Linked DNA regions of Macaca mulatta: region 1 is linked to region 2. The links are chromatin contacts, called in public Hi-C maps. All regions are on one chromosome and are shown on one strand. The core of a region is the stretch at or near the end of the contact, and the rest is flanking DNA. Distances in the headings are between cores, read along the strand shown. Region 1 holds the start of BRD3OS (BRD3 opposite strand). Region 2 holds the start of BRD3 (bromodomain containing 3).

What was found. Hi-C and Micro-C count contacts between places; a contact is called where the count stands out from the background.
Region 1: a Hi-C map of CD4 T cells shows a contact between it and region 2, with 2.8 times the contacts expected there. The contact joins the promoter of BRD3OS here to the promoter of BRD3 in region 2. A contact is called at or near these places in 4 of 14 Hi-C or Micro-C datasets (CD4 T cells, cortical neurons, fetal cortex germinal zone and 1 more).

Annotation. Positions count from the first base shown.
Region 1 is chr15:8,489,615-8,495,710 of T2T-MMU8v2.0, forward strand. BRD3OS (BRD3 opposite strand) reads right to left here and starts at 4,306. Exons shown (of 4, transcript XM_077967209.1): 1 at 4,083-4,306; 2 at 3,529-3,774; 3 at 2,334-3,411; 4 at 1-780. The coding sequence starts at 4,242. The coding sequence ends at 3,590. LOC114672698 (a long non-coding RNA gene) reads left to right here and starts at 5,023. Exons shown (of 3, transcript XR_013405315.1): 1 at 5,023-5,170.
Region 2 is chr15:8,447,351-8,453,285 of T2T-MMU8v2.0, forward strand. BRD3 (bromodomain containing 3) reads left to right here and starts at 3,201. Exons shown (of 12, transcript NM_001194118.2): 1 at 3,201-3,225.

The DNA of each region.
Region 1 (6,096 bases), core at 3,056-5,555, 43 kb after region 2:
AGGCCTGGAGGAGACATTCCAGGGGAGAAGATTCTGGCTGGGCCCACGTCTAGGCCTGAGGACCTGTCCAACTCGACCCCAGATGGAGTCAGGGGGCACGGTGTCACTCTTGGCCAGATTGTGACCCTTATCCAGACTAGCCTCCTTGAGGATGGACATGGGGCCTTGTCCGCCCCAGGCAGATGGTGTCTTCCTGCAGCCTAAGCAGCTTAGTGCCAGCTGGCTTGTGCATGGCCCACATGCCCTGACCCCTGCAGAGACTGGCCCTTGAGCACACATCCTCCCAGCGCTGCACATGATCTCAGATCCCATTCTGCGTGTCAGCGCTGCCTCCTATGCTTGGCATCAACCCCGCCACAACCCATCCTCGGGGGAGTCTGTGGTGCGGTGAGAAGGTGGCCCACAGGCATTCCAGATTTGCCTCTGGAGTTTGCTTTCTTCCCAGGCAGGACTTAAACTGAAGAACTAAAAAGATGTAGACAAACCCTACCTAGTGGATGTGTAGTGCTTCCTTGGCAGGCCCGCCTTGCTGTGGGTGTGTCAGCTAGCGGGGCAGGTCCTCCAGCCCCATGCTTACTCACTCTGCAGCTCCATTCTGCAATCCTGGAAGTCTGACTTCAAACCTCCCAGCCGCAGGCTGCAAACAAGCCAGGAATCTCTCAGAAAGGACCCAGGCAGTGCAGGAGGCTGCTGCCGACCAGGCCTCTGGCAGGACGTTTGGGGAATGCACTTTGACCCAGCAGTTCCACTTCTAGGATGTTTGCGAATGAACTTGCACAGCTGCAAAGAGAAGCACGAACCGAGTACAGGCACATTCAGAACATGCTGTTTGCACAGATGACAACTTCGACGCTGTCACTGCCCATCTGTGGACTCACGGGAGAGCTGCGAGTCAGAGGTTAAAAGCATGAAGTGGGCCGGGTGCGGTGGCTCACACCTGTAATCCCAGTACTTTGGGAGGCCGAGGCAGGCATATCACCTGAGATTGGGAGGTTGAAACCAGCCTGGCCAACATGGTGAAACCCTGTCTCTACTAAAAATACAAAAATTAGCTGGGCGTGGTGGCAGGCACCTGTAAGTCCAGCTACTCAGGAGGCTGAGGCAGGAGAATCACCTGAACCCAGGAGGCAGAGGTTGCAGTGAGCTGAGATTGCACCATTGCACTCCAGCCTGGGCAACACAGTGACTCTGTCTCAAAAAAACAAACAAAAAAGCATGAAGTGAATGCCCAGTCTGTACAGTTGGGCAAGAAAGAAAATGGCAGACACAAGAGGCATGGTACAGGAGGACGCCGTCAGAATCACGTGACCGTGTACGCACACTGAGGAGCTACGGGACACGCCCCCAGCTGCCAGCCAGCTTCTCCCCAGGGAGAGCACTTTTGCTTTGCTTTATGCCTTTCTGTATTGCAGTTTTTAGCAATCAATTAGATATTACTGCTATAAAAAATGGGAAGCCAAGTAGCATATTACGAACAAGGATAAAAATAACGTGAGGAAGGGGAGCAGTGTATTAAAGGATGTTTATTTAGAAAAGAAAAATTAGCTTTGACAAGAGACACCTGCACATTTGTGTAGCCAAGGAGATGTCAGAGCAGAGGGTGAATCCTTCATGGAGACTGAACACACAGGTGGCCAGCTGTGGCAGCGACAGTGAACACGTCAGTGGCGGCCTGGGGGCAGAGGCTGAATGCTTTAAGTCTGACGGAGAGCCTGCCTTGCTCAGCCCTGTTACTACATGGAAATCACTGTACGCCACACATGTGCAACTTACAACTCTCAGGTTTCCTGAATGTGTTTTGGAGGCACTGGCCGGTGGGCCGCAAATGCTTGGAAGCTACCATGATGCTTCACACAGGACGATCATTTTGGTAACTCAAAATATAAATGCGGGCTTGGTGCGGTGGCCCACGCCTGTAATCCCAGCACCATGGGAGGCTTGAGCCCAGGAGTGTAAGACCAGCCTGGGCAACATAGGGAAACCCTGTCTCTATACACAGTAGTTCGCCTGGAGCCACAGCTACCTGGGAAGCTGAGTTTGGGAAGATCACCTGAGCCCATGAGATCGAACCTACAGTGAGCTGTGATCGTACCACTGCAGTCCAGCCTGGGCAACAGAGTGAGACCCTGTCTCAAAAAGCAAGCAACAAAATGTAAGTGCGACAAAGCTCCCAGTGAGATGCTGCTGCTACTCCGCCATTTATGCTAAAAACAAAAAACTAAAACCTATACAAACTTGAAAAGGTGGTTTATAACAGGGATGGGAGGGTTACTCTTGGCTTGGTTAAACCAAGCATCTAGCAGTGCCCAGGCCTATGCCGTCCCTAGCAGCACCTGGAGAATTTGAATGTCGAAACAGCTGACTAGTAACTGAGGGGACTCTAGAGGGGAAGTGTCCTGTGCACCAGTCACACCGCGGCTGTGCTAAGGGACTCGGGGGCAGATTCTTTGCTGCTTGGGTTCTTACGCCACGGTTTGATCTTCACATTCATTATTCAAAATCTTCCAGCAAGGATTAGAAATCAAGACAACTGAATGAAACCCATGTCTGTTTTCCTTGAAGAGTGGTCCTGGGCTCAGGTGCTCACATGGGAATTACATGATTGCGCAAAACTTGGACTGCCCTGTGTCCCTGGAGACCTCGAGCTTGTTTTTGTCTCGGACCAAGATGGCCTCATTTCCATACTGTGAGTACCACATGCTTCGGCTCCTGCTCAGGTATGTCCCGGGAGGCACAGACTCCAACTTCTGCTGTTGCTGCTGCCAGATGAGCAAGGAGGTGTCCCTGTACCGGAGGCGGGCGTAGCCTTCAGACAAGGCCTTCTCTGCCAGGGGGACGCGGCCACTCATCCCCTCCCCTGTCCTGCTGGACTCCTGGGAATCCTGCTGTTCTGAGATGGCCCACGAGTGGACAGCTGCCACAGGCTTCGCACTAAATTAACGGACAGCTTTCCCAGCTTTGGGGTTTAAGGATCCCTCGTTTAACTGAATGGTAGAAATTAGGAATTCAGCCCATTTGCAGGCAGCGTCCTCAGGAGGGTTGTGTGGCGAGGAAATGAGGCGGCCTCGCCATTCTGAAGACACCTGAGACCCATTCAGGGGACCGCACACAGGTCAGAGCGGCGCCCAGCCACAGCTCTTCCGGGTGCAGCTGTGTGGAATTGATAAGGACGTGGCGTCACACCCTGGGGGGTGATTCTGCCACCATGGCCTGGACCACTGAGTTTGAAGAGATGGATCCAGCGCCCTGAGGAAGGGACATGGTGGCCCCAGACGCAAGCTGCAAGGAGCTCCGGTGGCACGCCCTGCACGCATCTGTCCGAGCCGGCTTTCAGGGCAGCGGCTGTTCTGACCCACCCTGGGGATCCGGCCCCAGCGTCTGTTCAGGTCTCGTCTCTCCCCAAAGATGCTGCTGCAAAGGAACGAACATGCAGTCAGGCGAGGGGAAGTCAAGCGCCCCGGCAGCGGCGGCAGTCTACAGCGCAGCATCAACTGTCTGGGGGTCAGCGGCCTAGATCGAGCTACTTACGTCCGGTGGGGCAGCCTGGGAGCTGGGTGGGGAGTGAGACGGGCGCCCAGTGCCAGCTTTTTCAGTCACTGGGCGGTGCTGGGGAGGCTGCTTGTTGGGGCTTCAGGGTCTCCATCTGTGAAACAGGAGCCAGCGGCGCTTGAAAGGGCGCGGGTTCTCGGCGACGCCGCCAGGCGTCAGCCCCGGGACCGGAAGGGGCCCCCAGGGCCGCCTTTCTGCTCCGAGCATCCAGCTCCCGGGAGGCCCCTGGACCCAAACAAAAACGATGTCAGGAGAAAACGAACAGGGAAGCATCGCAACCCACTCCCGAACGCCCTCCCAGCTGCGCAGCGTCAGGGACCTCCCGTCCTGGGATACCCGCGCTGGGTCAGCCTCAGCGTCCCGAGCCCCCATTGCGCGTCCCCCCCGCCTGCGCGCACCCTGGGGCCCCAGTCGCATGGCCCGCGGCCCCCATCCCCGTGCCCCAGACCCCACGCGCTCTGGGTCGCCCCATCCTCCAGTCCCCTATCGTCCGCCCGCATCCCCGGGTCCCCCACGTCGCCCACCCCAGTCACCGCGCGTCGTGGGCCTCGGAGACGCGGGCAGCGGGGCGAGGCGCTGCAGGGCTCCCAGGGCGGGGCCTGGGGCCGCGGGGCCGTGTCTCCATGGTAGCGCCGCAGGCCTGGCGAGCCGAGCGCAGAGGCTGGGCAGGCGGGTGCGACGAGCCCGAGCCATCGATCGCTCCGGGAGGCCGGGCCGGGCCCGCCCGGAGTAGGAACTGGAAGAGGAGGAGGTGGGGCTGGAGGAGGAGGGGCTGGATGGCGAGGGTCTGGACAAGGAGAAGGGGCTGGAGGAGGAGGGGCTGGAGGAGGAGGGGCTGGAGGAGGGGCTAGAGGAGAAGGGGCTGAAGAAGGAGGGGCTGGAGGAGGAAGGGCTGGAGGAGGAGGGGCTGGAGGAGGAGGGGTTGGAGGAAGAGCTGGAGGAGAAGGGGCTGGAGGAGGAGGGGCTGGAGGAGGGGCTAGAGGAGAAGGGGCTGAACAAGGAGGGGCTGGAGGAGGAAGGGCTGGAGGAGGAGGGGCTGGAGGAGGAGGGGTTGGAGGAAGAGCTGGAGGAGGAGGGGCTGGAGGAGGAGGGGTTGGAGGAAGAGCTGGAGGAGAAGGGGCTGGAGGAGGAGGGGCTGGAGGAGGGGCTAGAGGAGAAGGGGCTGAAGAAGGAGGGGCTGGAGGAGGAAGGGCTGGAGGAGGAGGGGCTGGAGGAGGAGGGGTTGGAGGAAGAGCTGGAGGAGAAGGGGCTGGAGGAGGAGGGGCTGGAGGAGGAGGGTCTGGAGGTGGAGGAGCTTGAGGAGGGGTTGGAGGAGGAGGGGCTGGATGGTGAGGGTCTGCGCGAGGAGGAGGAGGTTTGGAGGAGGAGGGGCTGGAGGAGGAGGGTCTGCGCGAGGAGGAGGAGGGGTTGGAGGAGGAGGGGCTGGAGGAGGAGGGTCTGCGCGAGGAGGAGGAGGGGCTGGAGGAGGAGGAGGGGCTGGGAGCGGAGGAGGGAGGAGGGTTTGGAAGAGGAGAAGGGGCTGAGGAGGTACTGGAAGAGAAAGAGGAGCAGGAGCTGGAGGAAGACGTGGAAGAGGAGCTGGAGGAGGAGGAAGAGGAGGAGTGGGGACGCCCACAACCGTGTTAGTAAGACACTGCTGTACTGTATGGCCTTACCATCTTGGTGGTTTTCCAATTCTGCTTGTGTAGTTACTTTTGCCACTGCTGTTACTGTTTCTATTAGCATTCTTACTCCCAATAATGGATACGATTATTTTTAATTAATTAAATGTCTGGGTATACTGTCTCAAAAATAGGTCTTCACTTTGGGAGGCCAAGACGGGTGGATCACGAGGTCAGGAGATCGAGACCATCCTGGCTAACACAGTGAAACCCCGTCTCTACTAAAAAATACAAAAAACTAGCCGGGTGAGTTGGCGGGCGCCTGTAGTCCCAGCTACTCGGGAGGCTGAGGCAGGAGAATGGCGTAAACCCGGGAGGCGGAGCTTGTAGTGAGCTGAGATCCGGCCACTGCACTCCAGCCCGGGTGACAGAGCGAGACTCCGTCTCAAAAAAAAAAAAAAAAAAAAAAAAAAGGTCTTGAATTTCTCCATCTCACCCAACCAAGCCAGGCCTCTATAGTGCTCATTTGGGCTCCTCAGCAGCCCCATGAACGCGAGATCTACTTCCTTTTTCACTCCACCTCCAATCATACTCCAATAACACTCTTAGTATCTACCCCTTTCCCCTAATTTTATGGTTTTCTCCAATGCCAATGAACAAAACTAGCATAATGGAGCCTGGTGTGGTGGCTTACCTCTGAGTCCCACCTACTTGGGAGGCTGAGGCAGGAGGATCCCTTGAGCCAGGAGTTCGAGGCTGCTGTGAGCCATAATCATGCCACTGCGCTCCAACTGAGACCAAAGACCAAGACCCCATCACTAAAAAAAAGAAAAGAAAGAAAATGAGCATAGCAGACATCCAAGGAGGATGCTTAGCGTGAGCACTAAGCCCACAGTTGTGGAACGCACATTCTTTTTTTTTTTTTTTTTTTTTTTTTTTAAGAGGG
Region 2 (5,935 bases), core at 1,951-4,450:
CTGTTAGGAACAGGGCCGCACAGCAGGAGGTGAGCAGTTGCGAGCGAGCATTCCCACCTGAGCTCTGGCTCCTGTTAGATCAGCAACGGCATTAGATTCTCACAGGAGCACAAACTGTACTGTGAACTGCGCATGCGAGGAATCTAGGTTGCGTGCTGTTTATGAGAATCTAATGCCTGATGATCTGAGATGGAACAGTTTGATTCCAAAACCATTATCCGTCCCCACTCATCCATGGAAAAATGGTCTTCCATGGTCCCTGGTGCCAGAAAGGCTGGAGACTGCTGCCTTAGGGGGCATTATGGGTGAAGGAGGAGGAGGCAGCTAAGGCCCTGGCTCCTGTATTGGCTGGAGCCTGGCTCTGGGGCCTCCTTTAGTTGTGAGCACGTGGCTGTTTCACTGGTAGATCCTGGGCTACACTGAGGTTTGCAAATAGAGGCTGGAGGGCAGGACAGAGGTGCGGAAGAGAACATTTATTCATTCAACAACTATGTATTGAGCACCCACTAGGTACCAGATACCGTTGAAGGATGTTTAGGGATATCTCATGGACGAGGTGCTCTGCTGTCACGGAGCTGTGAGAGGGTCCACAAGGAGGCTCAGGAAGTAAAACGTCAAGGTAGAGAGGTGAGTGATGGCCAAGGAGGCAAAGGCAGCGGCCTGCTCCCGATCACAGTCCCAGCCTTTGCACACACCCCGCTCCCTTCCCAGAGCTGCGAGATCAGGTTCTATTTTTATCCTCCTGTGACAGGGGAGGAAACCTGGGTCGGGGAGATTAAGTGGCTTCACTTGGGAAACTCAGCAGTACCAGAGGGTGAAACTCCAAGAGCCTGAGGCTAGGAAGGGAGAGGATGATGGGCTGGTTGGGGGCTGGAGGGGACCACAGAGCCACCCCAAATCCCTTCTCAATGGCAGCCTTGCTGACTTTCAGCTGTTTGCCACTGTGGCCCCTAAACTAGTCCTCAGAGATAGTAGCACAGGGGCTGAGATGCTCACATGAGAGTTTCTGTCCTGTTCCCTTACAGATTCTGCTTCCTAGAGACTTCTCCAGCCTCAGGAACACTGGCTCCATGGAACCATCCAGGCCACTCATGAGTGGGTGGGCAGTGGGAAGGGAAAGAAGGGGGACCTTGATTCTTCCATCTGAGCCAGTGCCCAGGGAGGGCCTGGGTTCCTGCCATACTCCTGGGGGTCATCTTAGGGCAGTGGGAGGCCCATCAGGGTTGGGGGCATTTGGTCAGCAGCCTCAGACATGCTGGCTGGTCAGGGCAGCCTGCTGTGCGCATGCACCTGGGCTCCTTGAGGTCAAGACCAGGGGGAAAGGCTTTTTGTTCTGGCCTCGGAAGGAGTGCAGTGGGGTCTGTGTAGGTGGTGAGTGGCCATCCTGGTGGCCAGAGTGCTCAAGATACCCAAGGAGATGAGATGCAGACAGCAGGAATGGGCTGCAGCCTCCAAGGTGGCTAACACAGAAGCCTGTAGTTTGAGGAACTACACTGGGGCTTTGGGGACACAACCAGGATGGTAGTTCTTTTTTTTTTTTTTTTTTTGAGACGGAGTCTTGCTCTGTTGCCCAGGCTGGAACGCAGTGGCCGGATCTCAGCTCACTGCAAGCTCCGCCTCCCAGGTTCATGCCATTCTCCTGCCTCAGCTTCCCGAGTAGCTGGGACTACAGGCGCCCGCCACCTCGCCCGGCTAGTTTTTTTTTTTTTTTGTATTTTTTAGTAGAGACGGGGTTTCACCATGTTAGCCAGGATGGTCTCGATCTCCTGACCTCGTGATCCACCCGTCTTGGCCTCCCAAAGTTCTGGGATTACAGGCTTGAGCCACCGCGCCCGGCCCAAGATGGTAGTTCTAAGGGACCTGCCTGCAGATCCTCACCTCCCACATTCCCCCTCGCCAACCTTCCTGTGCTTGAGGACTGCACTTTGTCCATTTTGCCAACTAGAAAGTCACGGCTGGAACCTTGTCCTAGAGTCCTGGGGTGTAAGAAGGTCCTGGGCTCCCAGCAGAAACAGAGGGGCAGGGCTAGGAAAGGTGCTGGCTTCTCCTGCAAACTCATCCTAAGACCCCAGGGCTTTGGGGTCTCAGCCTTCCTGCAAATTGGCTTCATGACCTTGGGCAGGACCCTTTGCCTCACTGAGCCTGTCAGCCTGGAACAGAACACCTGCCTTCTGGGTGTGCATGGGGTTGAATTGTCTCTATGCTGGCACTCACTTTGTGAATATTGCATAGATGTGTGCATTCCAGGCAGTGGAGCTGCTGCTCAACTTGGAATACACCTGGGGACCCCAGGAGCTTGGGGTGGGTCCAGCCCACACAAAGAAACTCGACCTTGCAGTTGGCAGGTTCAGCAGGCACCGAGGAATCTTGTTTTGTTTTTGACTTTTTTATTGGGGTCAATATACACAACGTGTAACCACCTTAAGTTACAGCTGGATTAAAATTGATTTATGTGGCCTGGTGCAGTGGCTCACGCTTGTAATCCCAGCACTTTGGGAGGGCGAGGTGGGTGGATCATCTGAGGTCAGGAGTTTGAGACCAGCCTGGCCAACATGGTGAAACCCCGTTTCTACTTAAAAAATATAAAAATTAGCCGGGCGTGGTGGCGGGTGCCTGTAATCTCAGCTACTCGGGAGGCTGAGCCAAGAGAATCGCTTGGACCCGGGAAGTGGACGTTGCAGTGAGCCGAGATCGAGCCACTGCACTACAGCACTCCAGCCTGGGTGACGAGAGCGAAACTACTTCTCAAACAAACAAACGAAATTGATTTATGTGTAAACGCAAGTGGTCATCACCCAAAACAAGATACAAAACGCGTCCACGGGCTGAACCTTTCAAGATACAGAAAAAGGGCCGGGGTGGCCCTCTCCCAGAATCTCAGCCTGGGAACCTGGTATCTAGTTGCTGCCCCTCACTGGGCAGATGGGGAAACTGGGGCTTGGGGCGAGAATGTCCCCAGGCAGAGCTGGGGACACCCCTAACTCTTCGCCAGCTCTGGGGACTTGGCGCCCTCTCCAGCCACAGCGAACTTGGGCGCCCGCGGCCCAGCAAGTCAGGGGTTGGGGAGATGGGGACACGGAGGGCGCGGCTGAGCGCGGCTCCTCCCCGGGCGGGGCCGACCTGCCGGCGCGCGCCGACGCCCCGCCCCCCGCCCCCGCCCCGCGCGCGCGCTCCCGACAGGCTAATTAGGCGCGCGGTTTGTTTACAAACACGGGCTCCCGGCAGGTGCGCGCCGCCCCGCCCGTGCGCGGCCGGGGTTCGAGGGTGACTCCCGTGGGCCCCGGGGTGCCCTGGCGGGGGCCGCGGTGCTGGCTGCATTCCCGCTTCTTCCACGCCGTCCTGGGGTACCGGAAAATCCGCCGCCAGGCGCCGTCCCCGACACGGGGTGGGGAGAGCCGCGCGGGCCCGGGCGGGGAACGGCCCACGGGGTCCCACCGTTGCTGCCCTGCCGGGCGGGCTCGGGCCCCGCCCCCGCGCGCCCCCCGGGCCAGGCCCGCTCTCGGCCGGGTCGGCGGGGCGGGCGGGGGCGCGCGGGGCGGGGCGCGGCGCCGGCGGGGCCGGGACATGTAGTCCGCGCTCTGCGGCCTCCCCTGGGCGGCCCCGACGCGGGCCCGGCCGCGGACTACGACTCCCGCCAGGCGCCGCGGCGTAGCGCATGAGCCCTGCTCGGCTCCGGCGCGTCTATTATGCTGCCGGGGCCGGCGAGCCAAAGAGGAGCCGGCCGCGCGGGCCGGGAGGGGACGGCCGCTGGAGCCGCGAGGCCAAGTACGCCTTTCTCTTGCTTCCTTGCGCGCGCGGGGCGGCGGGCGGCGCGGGCGGCGGCGGGTCGGGCCGGGCCGGGGAGCGCGGCCCGAGCGCCCCGCGCAGGCCGCCGGCGCGTCCGGGGGAACCGGGAGCCCGGGGCCGCCGCTGCCGCCGCCTTTGTGCGCGGCCACGATGCAACAAAGCGCGGCGGCCGCCCGGGGTCGCGGCGGCGGTAGCGGCGGCGGCGGCGGCGCGGACTCCGCTCCCCTCCGCCCGCTCCCGCCTGGCCGCCTCCGTCCCGGACTCGGGGGCGTCGCTGCGGCCGGGGCGCGCAGCCCGGAGTTGGCGCGGCCCGCGCGCCCCGCGCCAGCCCGGCCTCCGCGCGCCCTCCCTCACGGAAGGGATTTTTTTCCCCCTTTCCTCCGCCCGCCATCTTTCGAAGGGGGGAACCCAGGGAGGACGCGGAGGGGGAAGGTGCGCGCGGCGGCCCCGGCCTGCGGCCGTGCGCTCCGCGGCGCCACTTTCCCCGCGCCTGTCCCGCCGGCCTCTCTCCAGAGCCGTTGCTGGGGCCCGCGCCTGGGGACCGTCGCCGCGCGCCGCTGCCGGGGCGGGGGGCAAGGCTGGGCTCGGGCCTGGGCTCTGCGCGGCCTCCTCCCAGAGTTACGGGCCCAGAGCTGACTTTGAGCCCCCCTGAGTTGTCGGATTATTGCACCCAAACCAGGGGGAGACCCAGTTCCCGTTTTGAAATCAGCCTGAAAATAGCTTAATCCGGGCGAGGGCGAGTTGGAGCGGGAGGGTCGGGGGTGCTTCCCCTCCTTCCCACTTTTGGGGGCCGCCGGAGTGACAACGTGATACAAGCCCATCCGGGGAGAAATGCGCACCCCGAACCTTGTACACCCACATGGCCCTGGTGGGCTCCCTGTGAATAAAGCTGGGGCGTGCGGGAAGTCTCATTCCACCGGTTGCTCGTATGGGGGCAGGGCCGGGATGGGGGCTTCGCGCGGCCTCCTTTCCCTCGAAGGCGGGCGTCCCAGAACTCGGCCCGCCGAGACCCACCGGGGGCAGGGACCTGGCGTCCATCGTGTGAGTTCCTCCATTGGACCCAGTCCTTGAGTGGTTGCGATCCTTAATTTTGGTTGAAAGCTTTCTGCTCAGAAATATATAGCTGGGGTTTCTCCTCCTCAGATTAAACTTGGCCATTGTCTACAAAAGTTAACCAGGAGGGGAGACTGTAGTGCATTGGTGGGCAGAGTAATTGGACTGGAACTGCAAGAGACAGCTTCGTGTGTTCCGTCCTCCCCCGCCCTCCCCTGTGAGAAGAAACAGAAGAGGAAAAGAATTTTCTCTTTCCCTGCTCTTTTGTAGCCTTTTCCCCTTACTCTTTACTTTACTTTTTTTTTTTTTTTTTTTTTTTTGAGATGGAGTCTCGCTCTGTCACCCAGGCTGGAGTGCAGTGGCCGGATCTCAGCTCACTGCAAGCTCCGCCTCCCGGGTTCACGCCATTCTCCTGCCTCAGCCTCCCAAGTAGCTGGGACTACAGGCGCCCGCCACCTCGCCCGGCTAATTTTTTGTATTTTTTAGTAGAGACGGGGTTTCACCGTGTTAGCCAGCATGGTCTCGATCTCCTGACCTCGTGATCCGCCCATCTCGGCCTCCCAAAGTGCTGGGATTACAGGCTTGAGCCACCGTGCCCGGCCTACTCTTTACTTTAAAATGGAGGGTTTCTTCCTGGGTCCATGCAGTGGACCCGGGGAGATTCTGAAATCTGTGCAAAGTTGTGTGGCATTTTTCTGCGGAAAGTAGTTTGTTACTGGCTTCCAACGGGGTCTAAGGAAGGTCTAAATCCCTGCAAGGGGCTGGCCTTATGGGTTAGGGACACCTCCCTCCCGGGTCCTTCCCTGGCAGCCCTGATGCAGCCTCTCATTTGCAAATAAAGGTCTGTGTTTGCCGTTTTCTCTGTTGAGGCCTTGATGTGTGCTGGTCGTTACTGATCAAGAAAGATAAGGCACTCGCTGTGATGGGACAGCGAGCCGGGGCGTTTCTTTCTGACCTTACCGGTAGCCTCGGAGGCCGGGTGCCTCAGCAGGGCACCGGGTGCCTGGAAAGACTGTGGGAGCAGCTCCAGCCTGAGCCCTGCCGCTGGGACATCCGGGGAGGAGGGATTTCAAAAGCTTTCTCCGGGTGGGCAGTC